3 separate regions of the Mus musculus genome follow, and all the other regions are linked to region 1. A link is a contact called in public HiChIP or PLAC-seq data. All regions are on one chromosome and are shown on one strand. The core of a region is the stretch at or near the end of the contact, and the rest is flanking DNA. Distances in the headings are between cores, read along the strand shown. Region 1 overlaps Macroh2a2 (macroH2A.2 histone). Region 2 overlaps Hk1 (hexokinase 1). Region 3 overlaps Hk1 (hexokinase 1).

What was found. HiChIP or PLAC-seq counts read pairs in DNA pulled down with a chosen protein or histone mark.
Region 2: a contact with region 1 is called in an HNF4G HiChIP or PLAC-seq map of pancreatic cancer cells. The contact joins two enhancer-like sites. A contact is called at or near these places in 1 of 39 promoter capture datasets (liver), 1 of 484 Hi-C or Micro-C datasets (cardiomyocytes) and 3 of 115 datasets of contacts at active chromatin or transcription factors (cardiomyocytes, embryonic stem cells and pancreatic cancer cells).
Region 3: an HNF4G HiChIP or PLAC-seq map of pancreatic cancer cells shows a contact between it and region 1. The contact joins two enhancer-like sites. A contact is called at or near these places in 2 of 115 datasets of contacts at active chromatin or transcription factors (large pre-B cells and pancreatic cancer cells).

Annotation. Positions count from the first base shown.
Region 1 is chr10:61,758,491-61,761,792 of GRCm38.p6, forward strand. All of the region lies in intron 1 of Macroh2a2 (macroH2A.2 histone), which reads right to left. Among named protein-coding and RNA genes, the nearest start is that of Mir5108, 15 kb to the right of the region's middle. Within about 2 kb of position 1,576, at least 105 of the 459 cell types and tissues checked have an H3K27ac peak or open chromatin away from gene starts, as enhancers often do. A contact at or near this core is called in pancreatic cancer cells, where this site is marked.
Region 2 is chr10:62,331,288-62,334,589 of GRCm38.p6, forward strand. The region is part of intron 1 of Hk1 (hexokinase 1); the gene reads right to left. Among named protein-coding and RNA genes, the nearest start is that of Hk1os, 7.3 kb to the right of the region's middle. Within about 2 kb of position 1,469, at least 109 of the 459 cell types and tissues checked have an H3K27ac peak or open chromatin away from gene starts, as enhancers often do. A contact at or near this core is called in pancreatic cancer cells, where this site is marked.
Region 3 is chr10:62,311,732-62,315,033 of GRCm38.p6, forward strand. The region is part of intron 2 of Hk1 (hexokinase 1); the gene reads right to left. Among named protein-coding and RNA genes, the nearest start is that of Hk1os, 27 kb to the right of the region's middle. Within about 2 kb of position 1,595, at least 59 of the 459 cell types and tissues checked have an H3K27ac peak or open chromatin away from gene starts, as enhancers often do. A contact at or near this core is called in pancreatic cancer cells, where this site is marked.

The DNA.
Region 1 (3,302 bases), core at 326-2,825:
AGAGATACCCACCTGTCCCCGCATCCTCAGTGCTGGGACTAAAGACATGCACCACCACAGGCCATAGTTTTACGTGGTGTTTCTCAAAAGGAAGCACGTTCCAGTGTCTCTAGTAATGAAGTCTTTTTTTCTTTTAGCCAGGGTCTCAGGTAGCCCAGGCTAGCCTGCAATATACCCACCTTTTGTTACTTGGTGGGTTTTTTTCTTCTACCCTTCTTCACCCCTTCTCAATCACCCTTTCAACCCAACACTAAATAAGAGAGATTAAAGGTTAAAGGGAAAGAGATACCTGCATAAAGTTAGGGGTGGGAAATGGGGCAACATTTTTGTTGTTAGACTACTTCCTGTTGAGTGTCAAGTTCCTTGGGGAAAGACAGGCTACCTAATTTCTTCTCTGCACTTAACAAACCATGATCAACAGTGACCTACAGCAAGCAACCAACAACCAAACAATACCCCCTGACCCCCACTCCCCACACTGCTTCTCAGGGCCCTAGCTCTTATATAGTCTCTGAAGATGTTCCAGAATTTAATATGTCACACACTCATAGAACCTATCTGCAGCTGGCAAAGTCACGCCCCTGCTAGAGCACAAGACAAATCACAGTCAGCTGCTGCGGTCAGTCCAAAGTAGCCACATATCCCACATCTGGGATTATAACAAGAACATATTTTAAAAATATTTCTGTGTTTTTTTTTAAAGAACCCAAAACTCCAAAATTGTCACTGTATTGGAAGTTAATATGCAGTTGAGGATGACCTTGATTGAACATGTGATTCTCCTGCCTCCATCTCCTGAGTACTGGGATTGAAGTCATGTACAACCATAACAAGTTTACATGGTGTTGGGGATCAAACCCAGACTGACCTTCCTGCACACTAGGCAAGCACCCCGTCTACAGGGCTACACTTCCAACCCCAGAATACCATTCTTTAAAACAGAAGCCTTCCCCAAAGGGCAGTATTGATGAATTATGTTGTTGCCTAGCAACTAGACAGCAAACAGAACCCAGAGTTTTGTTCCTTGGGATGGGGAGTCCAGGATGATTTGGGGGATACTTTTGAAGCCACACAGAGAGGTGGATTCCGTGTGACGCACCAAGGGACAAGGCTCTAGCTTACTGTCCCTTATGAAGCCATCTTCTAAGTGAAGACAGCTGTGGCATCCTGGACACACTTTTGCTCTTGTTATTTTGAAACAGGATCTTTCTATGTAGCCATGGGCAGCCTGTGTCAGGTTTGCTCAGACACAGTCTTTCTAAGGCTAAAAATAATTGTTAAAGGGCTGGGTTGGTCTCAAGCTGTCAGGTAAGTGAATATTGTGACCAAAAAAATATCATATACTATTTATAACTTATATAGTAAAGATCACAATATATAACAAAGTATAACAATATATAATTATGGAGCGGTATAATTCAGAGTAAGTAAATTACATAGGACAAAACAAGAGCAGAGTAAAGCCAGAGGCATTTCTAGGAAATGAGTCAAAGCTCTCTGCTCCAGGGTGATGGCATTCCCTTGTTGATACAAAGGAGAAAGTAAAAATAAACTGACATTCCTTCTGCCCACAGAGGCAGCAGCTCACATTTCCACAAGGCCGGCTTAGCCGCAGCCCACGTGACAACGAGAAAGCCAAAGGCTCAAAGGATGATGGGAGATAGTACTAAATGGATGCCCAGCTGCTGGGAGATACACAGCTAGGGTTACTGAACCTCGCACAGGACATTTTCTTATTTATTTTTGCATGTGCATATGTACATATGTGTGTTTCTGTGTATATGTACATGTACTGGATAGTTTTATGTCAACTTGTCATGGGCTAGAATCATCTGAGAACCCCAGTTGAGAAAACACTTCCGTGAGGTCAGGCTGTAGAGCATTTTCTTAATTCAGGATTGATGGGAGAGGGCCCAATCCCTTATGAGTAAGGCCACCCCTGGGCTGGTGGTCCTGGGCTCTATTAAAAAACAGGCGGAGCCTCTCCATGGCCTCTGCATCAGCTCCTGCCTCCAGGATCCTGCCCTGAGTGCCAATCCTGGCTTCCTTCAATGATGGACTACAATGTGGAAGTGCAAGATGAATAAACCCTTTCCTCCCCAACTTGCTTTTGGTCATGATGTTTCATCACAGCAATAGAAGCCCTAAGACAATATGTCTCTCTCACATATACATATATACATATATATGTATATATATATATATGCATATATGTGTGTGTATGTATGCATGTGTGTATCTATTCATGAGTGTGTATGTATGTATGCATGTACGTGTGTATGTATGCATGTGTGTGTGTGTGTGTGTGTGTGTGTGTGTGTGTGTGTAGGGGATGGGGAACTTGCATGAATGGCACTCCACAGAGTGCAACTAAACTCAGGTCATCGGGCTTAGTAGCACTTTCCTTTATACACTGTGCCATCTTGTAGGTTTAATTTCCTGTTGCATCCCAAAGTCTGTTAGGGTTGAGATATTTTACACATCAACTATGGAATTAAGAGTAATCAGTCCTGAGACATTTCCTTCCTTCCTTCCTTCCTTCCTTCCTTCCTTCCTTCCTTCCTTCCTTCCTTCCTTCTTTCCTTCCTTCCTTCCTTCTTTCCTTTCTTCCTTCCTTCTCTCTCTCTCTCTCCATTGTTTTCTTTTTATTCTTATTTTATGTGTATGAATCTTAATTTATTGATTTGTTTGCTTGGCTATTTATTTTATGTGTAAGGGTGTTCAGCCTTACACACAAGCATGCCTGCTGCAGGTAGGGACCAGACGAGAGTGCCGGATCCCGTGACTGCAGTTACAGACAGCCGTGAGCTGTCACACGGATGCTGTTGAACAATCCTGGGTCCTCTGGAGGAGCAGCCAGTGTTCTTCACCACTGAGCCATCTCTCTAGGACCTTCCCATAATTCTGAAGCAGGACATCCCTATTGCCCCTCTGGCACCCGCTGCAGGGCCTAGGGAACACCACGTAGGAGGATGGAAAGAACACTACAGAATTTGGTCCTGCGCATAAAAGGTGACCACAGCCATCATGGACACACAGTAGTTGCCACTACCTGAACAAGTCTGCACGTGGCGCCAGAGATGTGAGAAGGAGGGCACTGGCAGGGGATCAGAAGGAGTTGGCAGAAATGGGGGAAGGTGAGAGAGGCTATTGGGGTGAATGTGACTGCAGTCAATTCTATACAAGTATGAAATTGTCAAAAAAAAAAAAAAGAAAAAGTCTATAGAATGAGGCCTTTGTTTTGTTTTGTAAAACAGATCTTACTGTGAAGTCTAGGCTAGCCTAGGACTCACTGTGTAGCT
Region 2 (3,302 bases), core at 219-2,718, 570 kb after region 1:
TGTGACAGAGACAGACACAGAGAGAAAGAGACAGAGAGAGACCAGACCACACGCACAGGCTGTAGAGCAAGAGCTGGTACTGGGGAGGGAGGAGGGAGCCTGGGGGGCCCTAAGCCTCTCCCATCCATCCTTTCTTCCTTTGGATCTTTTTCCCTAAACTGCCACAGGAGAGCAATGGGTGTAACTCTGAGTCAGGGGATCCGCTGTGGTGACACGCAAGCCCTCAAACAAGGGGTTTCACCACTTGAGGGGGTGTGGGGGGAGGGGTCCTCAGTTTCCTCATTTCTACACAGAGGTGTCCTCCCAGGGACTCACAAAAAAATTCTCCATTCAGCCGGGCGTGGTGGTGCACGCCTTTAATCCCAGCACTCGGGAGGCAGAGGCAGGCGGATTTCTGAGTTCGAGGCCAGCCTGGTCTACAAAGTGAGTTCCAGGACAGCCAGGGCTATACAGAGAAACCCTGTCTCGAAAAACCAAAAAAACAAACAAAAAAAAATTCTCCATTCCCACGCATACAGACAAGAGACACACAGAGGCAAACGTCCACGAGGAAACGTGTGCACGAATGTTCACTGCTGCGTTCAGATGACAGCCAAAAGGAAATCTATCACAGATGCCCGTCAATTGGCAAAAGGACAGACAAACACGGCAGGGGCAATGTGTTATCAAAATGCCAGGAAGTGCTACCCGGTGCCTTCTCTGAAGCTAAGAAGGCAGAGGTGGTCCAAAACCTGTAAGCCCAGCACGTGGGAGGTTGAGCCAGGAGGATAATGAGTTCGAGGCCAGGCTGAGCTACACAAGGAGTTCCAGGCTAGCTAGAATTACATAGAAGAACAAAGGCTGGGAAATGGTTCCCACAGTGAACAAGCACGGGGGGGGGGGGGGGGGGCTGAGTTGGAGCCCCAACTCCCACATCAGAGCACACCTGTAACTCCAACACTGGGGTAGCACAGGAAATGGTCAGTGACAGGTGGATCCAGCCAGTTCAGCCAATCAGCTCCAGGTTCAGTGGGAGACCCCGTCTCAAAAACTGAGAGCGCAGCTACGGATGACACAGCTACTGGTCTTCACGCATACACACACACACACACACACACACACACACACACACACATCCACCCGAATGCATGCAGATGTGCACACACACACGTCAAAAACTAAAAAAAAAAAAGACAGCATATAGCAGGCACAGTGTGACTCTGCCACACCCCACCCCACCCCACCGCTGCTTCCATCTCAGGGGAAGTTTTCCTGCAGGTTTTAGATCCTTGAGCCAAGAATCAGCATGGACTGCACTGAGCCTGCGCTGATATTTTTTTTTCTGCCCGCACTGGGCATGCTCAGTTACTGTTTGCAAAGGGCTGGGCTTCAAGATTCACTGTGCAGTTTTCCCTGAAGCAACGGGGCACATCCACCCTCTCCTTTTACGGAAGATAGCCAGAGAGGCTGTTGGCTTGAGTTCTGTCTGACGAGGGCTGGTCACGTTTAGGAGACAGATAAGCCGACTCTGTCATGGGCTGATCCATAGAGGGGACAGGGATAGGGGTGTGGGGGTGGGGGGAGCTCTGCAGCCACCCAGACCCATATAAAAGGCTCAGCTTCAGCAGATGAGGTGGGGGGAGTCACACATAAATCACACCTGGAGCTGTCAAGTTCACTTAACAGAGTCTGGGACCAGCCAAAGCCACTTGATAAGGTAAATTAGGAAACAGGCTAATTTCTGCTAGATGCCCCAGTACTGAAAGCAAGCCACCTGACGCGCTCCATCACAGATACGCAAAGGATTAAGGACCTCGAGATGGCTCCGTAGCTAAAAGTGCTCTCGCCACACAAACCTGCCAACCTGAGTTCAAACCCCAAACGCTCGTGGTGGATAAAGAGAAGTAACTCTGGAAACCTCACACACACACACACACACACAGCGTGGTACGCAAACACAAGTGAATAAGTCAATTAAATGTCACATCAAAACAAAATTAACCTACCCGTAAAGGTTTGACTATACCAAAAGGTGGCGTGACCAGCGAATGCCCACATTCTGATAGGGGTGCGATAGAGCACGACCATCAGGGATAACAACTTGGCAACGTGGAGGTGACCAGGCACCTCGGATGTCTACAGAAGCCCGCTCCAGAGCTTAAGGAGGTAAAAGAAGCTCTTGCTGACACTGTTATCTGAAGAAAACGAAACACTCAAGCGGCTGTCAAAAGAATGGCAGGATTGGCTTGAGAGAAGCATGTGCTGTCAGAGCACAGCGCCGTTTAAATGAATAAAGTCCACACAGCAACATGAAAGAAGTCCCCCCAAACAGAACGTGGAGCTGCAGAAAAGGATTCGGCAGGGTACACACAGCAGGACACCACTTACAAACATTTAAACCCACACAAATCGAGGGCTCAGGTACTGCCTGAGTTCAGGAGGTGTGCCTGCCTTTATGGTACTAGATGCTGACTATAGGTATGTATGGTTCAAGTGCAAAATCATCCACAGAAATATGTTCTGGATGGTGGAGCTGGAGAGATGGTTCAGCCACTAAGAGGGCTTGCTGCTCTTCCAGAAAACATGGGCTTGGTTCCCAGCACCCACATGGGACCTGTAGCTGGACCTCACAACCACCTCTAACTCCATCTCCAAGGGGAATCTAATGCACATGCGCATACATGGGAAAAAAACATTAATACCCATAAAATAAAATAAAAAATCGGGAGGTCTGAGGAGACGGATGCATGGTTAAGAGCACTCGCTGCTCAAGTTCGGTTCCCAGCATGCGCGTGGTGGCTCACAACCATCTGTAACTCCAATACCAGGGGATCTGACACGCTCTTCTGGCCCTGCTCACCAAGCACGTACACAGTGCACATACATGAATGCAGGCAGCCGGGCGTGGTGGTGCACGCCTTTAATCCCAGCACTCCGGAGGCAGAGGCAGGTGGATTTTTGAGTTCGAGGCTAGCCTGGTCTACAGAGTGAGTTCCAGGACAGCCAGGGCTATACAGAGAAACCCTGTCTCAAAAAACCTAAATAAATAAATAAATAAATAAATAAATAAATAAATAAAAATAAAAGAAAGTATGCAGGCAGAAACACTCATATGCATAAAATAAAAACAATTTTGAAAAAGAAAATAAATAAATAAATAGAATGCTCAGATAGATAGCAGAGAGCATCTCAATAAAGAGAAAGAATAGGACCAAAGGTGGTTGTGAGCCAACTATGTCTGACTTGTCAGGGTGACAATGTAAGTATATGGATATTATACACATGAGCTTCTATAGGTTTATGTGCCTCAAATATTTCCTAAT
Region 3 (3,302 bases), core at 345-2,844, 550 kb after region 1:
AGGAGGCTCATTAAGCAGCGCTTTGAAGGGTCTTGCACCTCTCTGCCCTTCTAATGATGGCCATTATTAGCAGAAAATAATGGAAAGCAAACACAGATGCAGGTGCCTCCGAGCCCCAGCCTGTGCTGGAATACACGACAAACAGAAACTGCTGCCTCCTGGGAGTGCCTGGCTCTGGGAGTGAGCTGCTTGCAAGCCAGCTCCGATGACAGTCCTTATCCTCAACTCCACCTGAAGCAGCCATGAAAGCTGGGTGTCACCCGAACTTCAAGTCGCCCTCAGGTGCACAGCAGCTTCCAAGGTGGCCAGTGCTATAGCAGACCCCATCTCAAACCGAAGGGAAATAGCATGTGGCGGCCCTCACCTTCAACCCCAGCACTCGAGGCAGGGTGGGTGGATCTCTGTGAGTTCAAGGCCAGCCCTGATTTATAGGAGTTCCTAGGCCTACAGGTCTCAAAAAAAAAAAAAAAAATAAAGAAAGAAAGAAAGAAAGAAAAGAAAAGGAAAGAAAAGGAAAAATGAAAGAAAGAAAGAAAGAAAGAAAGAAAGAAAGAAAGAAAGAAAGAAAGAAAGAAAGGAAGGAAGGAAGGAAGGAAGGAAGGAAGGAAGGAAGGAAGGAAGGAAGGAAGGAAGGAAGAAGAAGAGGAGAGGAGAGGAGAGGAGAGGAGAGGAGAGGAGAGGAGAGGAGAGGAGAGGAGAGGAGAGGAGAGGAGAGGAGAGGAAAGGAAAGGAAAGGAAAGGAAAGGAAAGGAAAGGAAAGGAAAGGAAAGGAAAGGAAAGGAAAGGAAAGGAAGAATATACTCAAATAAATCTTTCTGCTTCGAATGGAAAAAGATAATGGTATGCCCGTATGTTTTCAGAAAACTGTCTGTGGCTTCTCCTTTGTAAAGAACTTGCTGTGACCCATGACAGGGAAACAAACATCCAAGAATGTATAGCATCCCATAGCTCCCAGGCTAACCAAGACCTACAATACCTTTTGCACTAAATGGGGCAGGGGGACCCCTCAGGAATGAGAGTCAGCGGAGAGAAACTGCATGGGGAATACTTTCCATTAAAAACATCCAAGGGGGGCGGAGAGATGGCTCGGGGGTCAAGGGCAGGGGCTGCTCTTGTGGAGGACCCAGGTTCTGTCTCCAGCACCCACCTGAAGATTCGTAACCCTCCACAACTCCAGTTGCAGGGCATCTGATGCCCTCTTCTGACTTCACAGGACCCAAGTACGTGGAGCACATACACACATTACATGCAGGCAAAACATTCATACATACGGGAAACAAACAAACAAACTTCATACCTTTAATCCCAGCACTTGGGGGGGGGGGCGCAGAGGAAGGTGAGTTCCAGATAGATAGATAGATAGATAGATAGATAGATAGATAGATGGATGGATGGATGGATGGATGGATGGATGGATGGATGGATGGATTCACCTTCTCCTTTCCTCACTCTTCTTATTAATACTGATCTGTATTGATCCTATCAGCACCAGAGGAAGGGGGTTGGGGGGAAGGAGGTTGAAGGCCCAGACTGCTGCCTCGGATTCCTCAAACCCTGTGACTGTGTCCCAACTGTACCCCGATACGGGGTACATAGCTCTGTGCATAGCTCCGTGACTCATCACGGTTAAGATACCACTGCTTGTGAGGCACACCATTATCTGATGAAACATTAATGAAGAAAAAAATGCCGCAGGGCCGATTATGAATAACTGAAAGGAAGCGGGGGGGGGGGGGGGAGGGGCGACGGGCATGCTACACAAAACAATCCAGGTTTCAGGGGCTTTTTAAGAATAAGAGATTCCAGATAAATGAGATGTGGAAGCATTCTGGGGAAGCGGCTGTGCTGAAGTAAACAGGTCCCTCTGTGCTCAACTGCCCAGGAGCTTTGGTACTGGGGGGGGGGGCAGGGGGGGAGTGAGGAGCTGTCTCCAAGAGGGAACTAGAGAACAGGGTATTCCCTGAATGTGTGGGCCTGGTCTGGAAGCTTAACTGGGGGAAAAAAGTGTCCAGGTTACTACTGTCCCACTCTGAGACCCTAAACCCTGGAAATGGATGGTGGGAAAGGCGGGGGAGGGGCCACAGCGGGGGAGGGGTACTAAGGGTACTAGGAGGGCACTGGTGGGAGACACAGTTCAGAAAGAACTTCTTCCTCTCACTCCCAGCTCCTCCTTCCTGGTTACACAGGCTCACGGGTCACCTTCCAAGTTCCCAAGCCCAGCTCACTCGCCACTCCCAACTCCCTCCCGACTCAGCGGGCCAAAGTCACCGGCTGACCTCAGCTCAGACACGGGACAGATTCTTTGCCTGCTTGTGGGTCAATCCAGGGCTGAGAAAAACTGAGAGTGAACACAAGGGGCTCCCATCCCCAGCCACAGGCACCGGAACACACTCAGGAAACAGCAGCCAGGGTCACTCGGTCGGCCAGAACCGCTTCAAAAGCTGAACCAACCCCTGAACAGACAAAAAGGTCCTGAGTGGATCCAGTTCAATTCTTGAACAAAGACATCATCAGAGACAGAGACACCAGTGTGCAGACGGTGAATCCCAACGCCACCAAGTGGTAACCGATCCTAAGACTCATTGTGGACATTCTCAAGGCCAGGTATAGCCAGGACTATTCCGGCTCCAGCCAGATTGCACACACAGCAAGCCCAGCACTTGCCCTTTGCTGGGATCGGCACATGAACTACTTCTCAAAATCCGCTAGACAAGACTGAAAATCCAGGCCTCCAAAGTGGGGGGAAAGAAATCTCGGAAGTGTGTAGGCCACACCCATAGGTGTAAACTCAAAAAAAGAAACTTGACTTCCTGGAATGTAGCTCCCCTCATGGCATAGGGTGGGTGAGCCCCCATTCTAGTGATGGTGTGGCTTCAGCATCCACCTTTGCAAACTAGTAGTTAACTATGAATTGGCTGGGCAAAATGGCTGCCAGCGAGCAAATGAAGCCAGGACCTCGCAGCTGCTAATTTCCCAGAAAGCAATTTTGCCAGTCCTTGGGGAATCCTTCGACTCCTTGAAGCAGGCAGGAGCCACAAGAATGCAGATTAAAAGGGGAATTCTTGGGGCTACCTTAACTTATTGTGTAGGGAATTTGTCCAAATGAGGACTTGAAATGTCCCACCTCTGAGCCCAAGACCCACCTGGCCACAGGAAATGTGACCTGGTGCCTGGGATTCTCCCAGAACAAACCCTTGCTTTACTGGAGAGATGATGACCCCCCACGGCACCTGAAGAGCCCTAAATGCTGAACTTTCCCAGTGTCACATAATCCTGGGGGTAGGTAAGCCAGCATTGTCCAG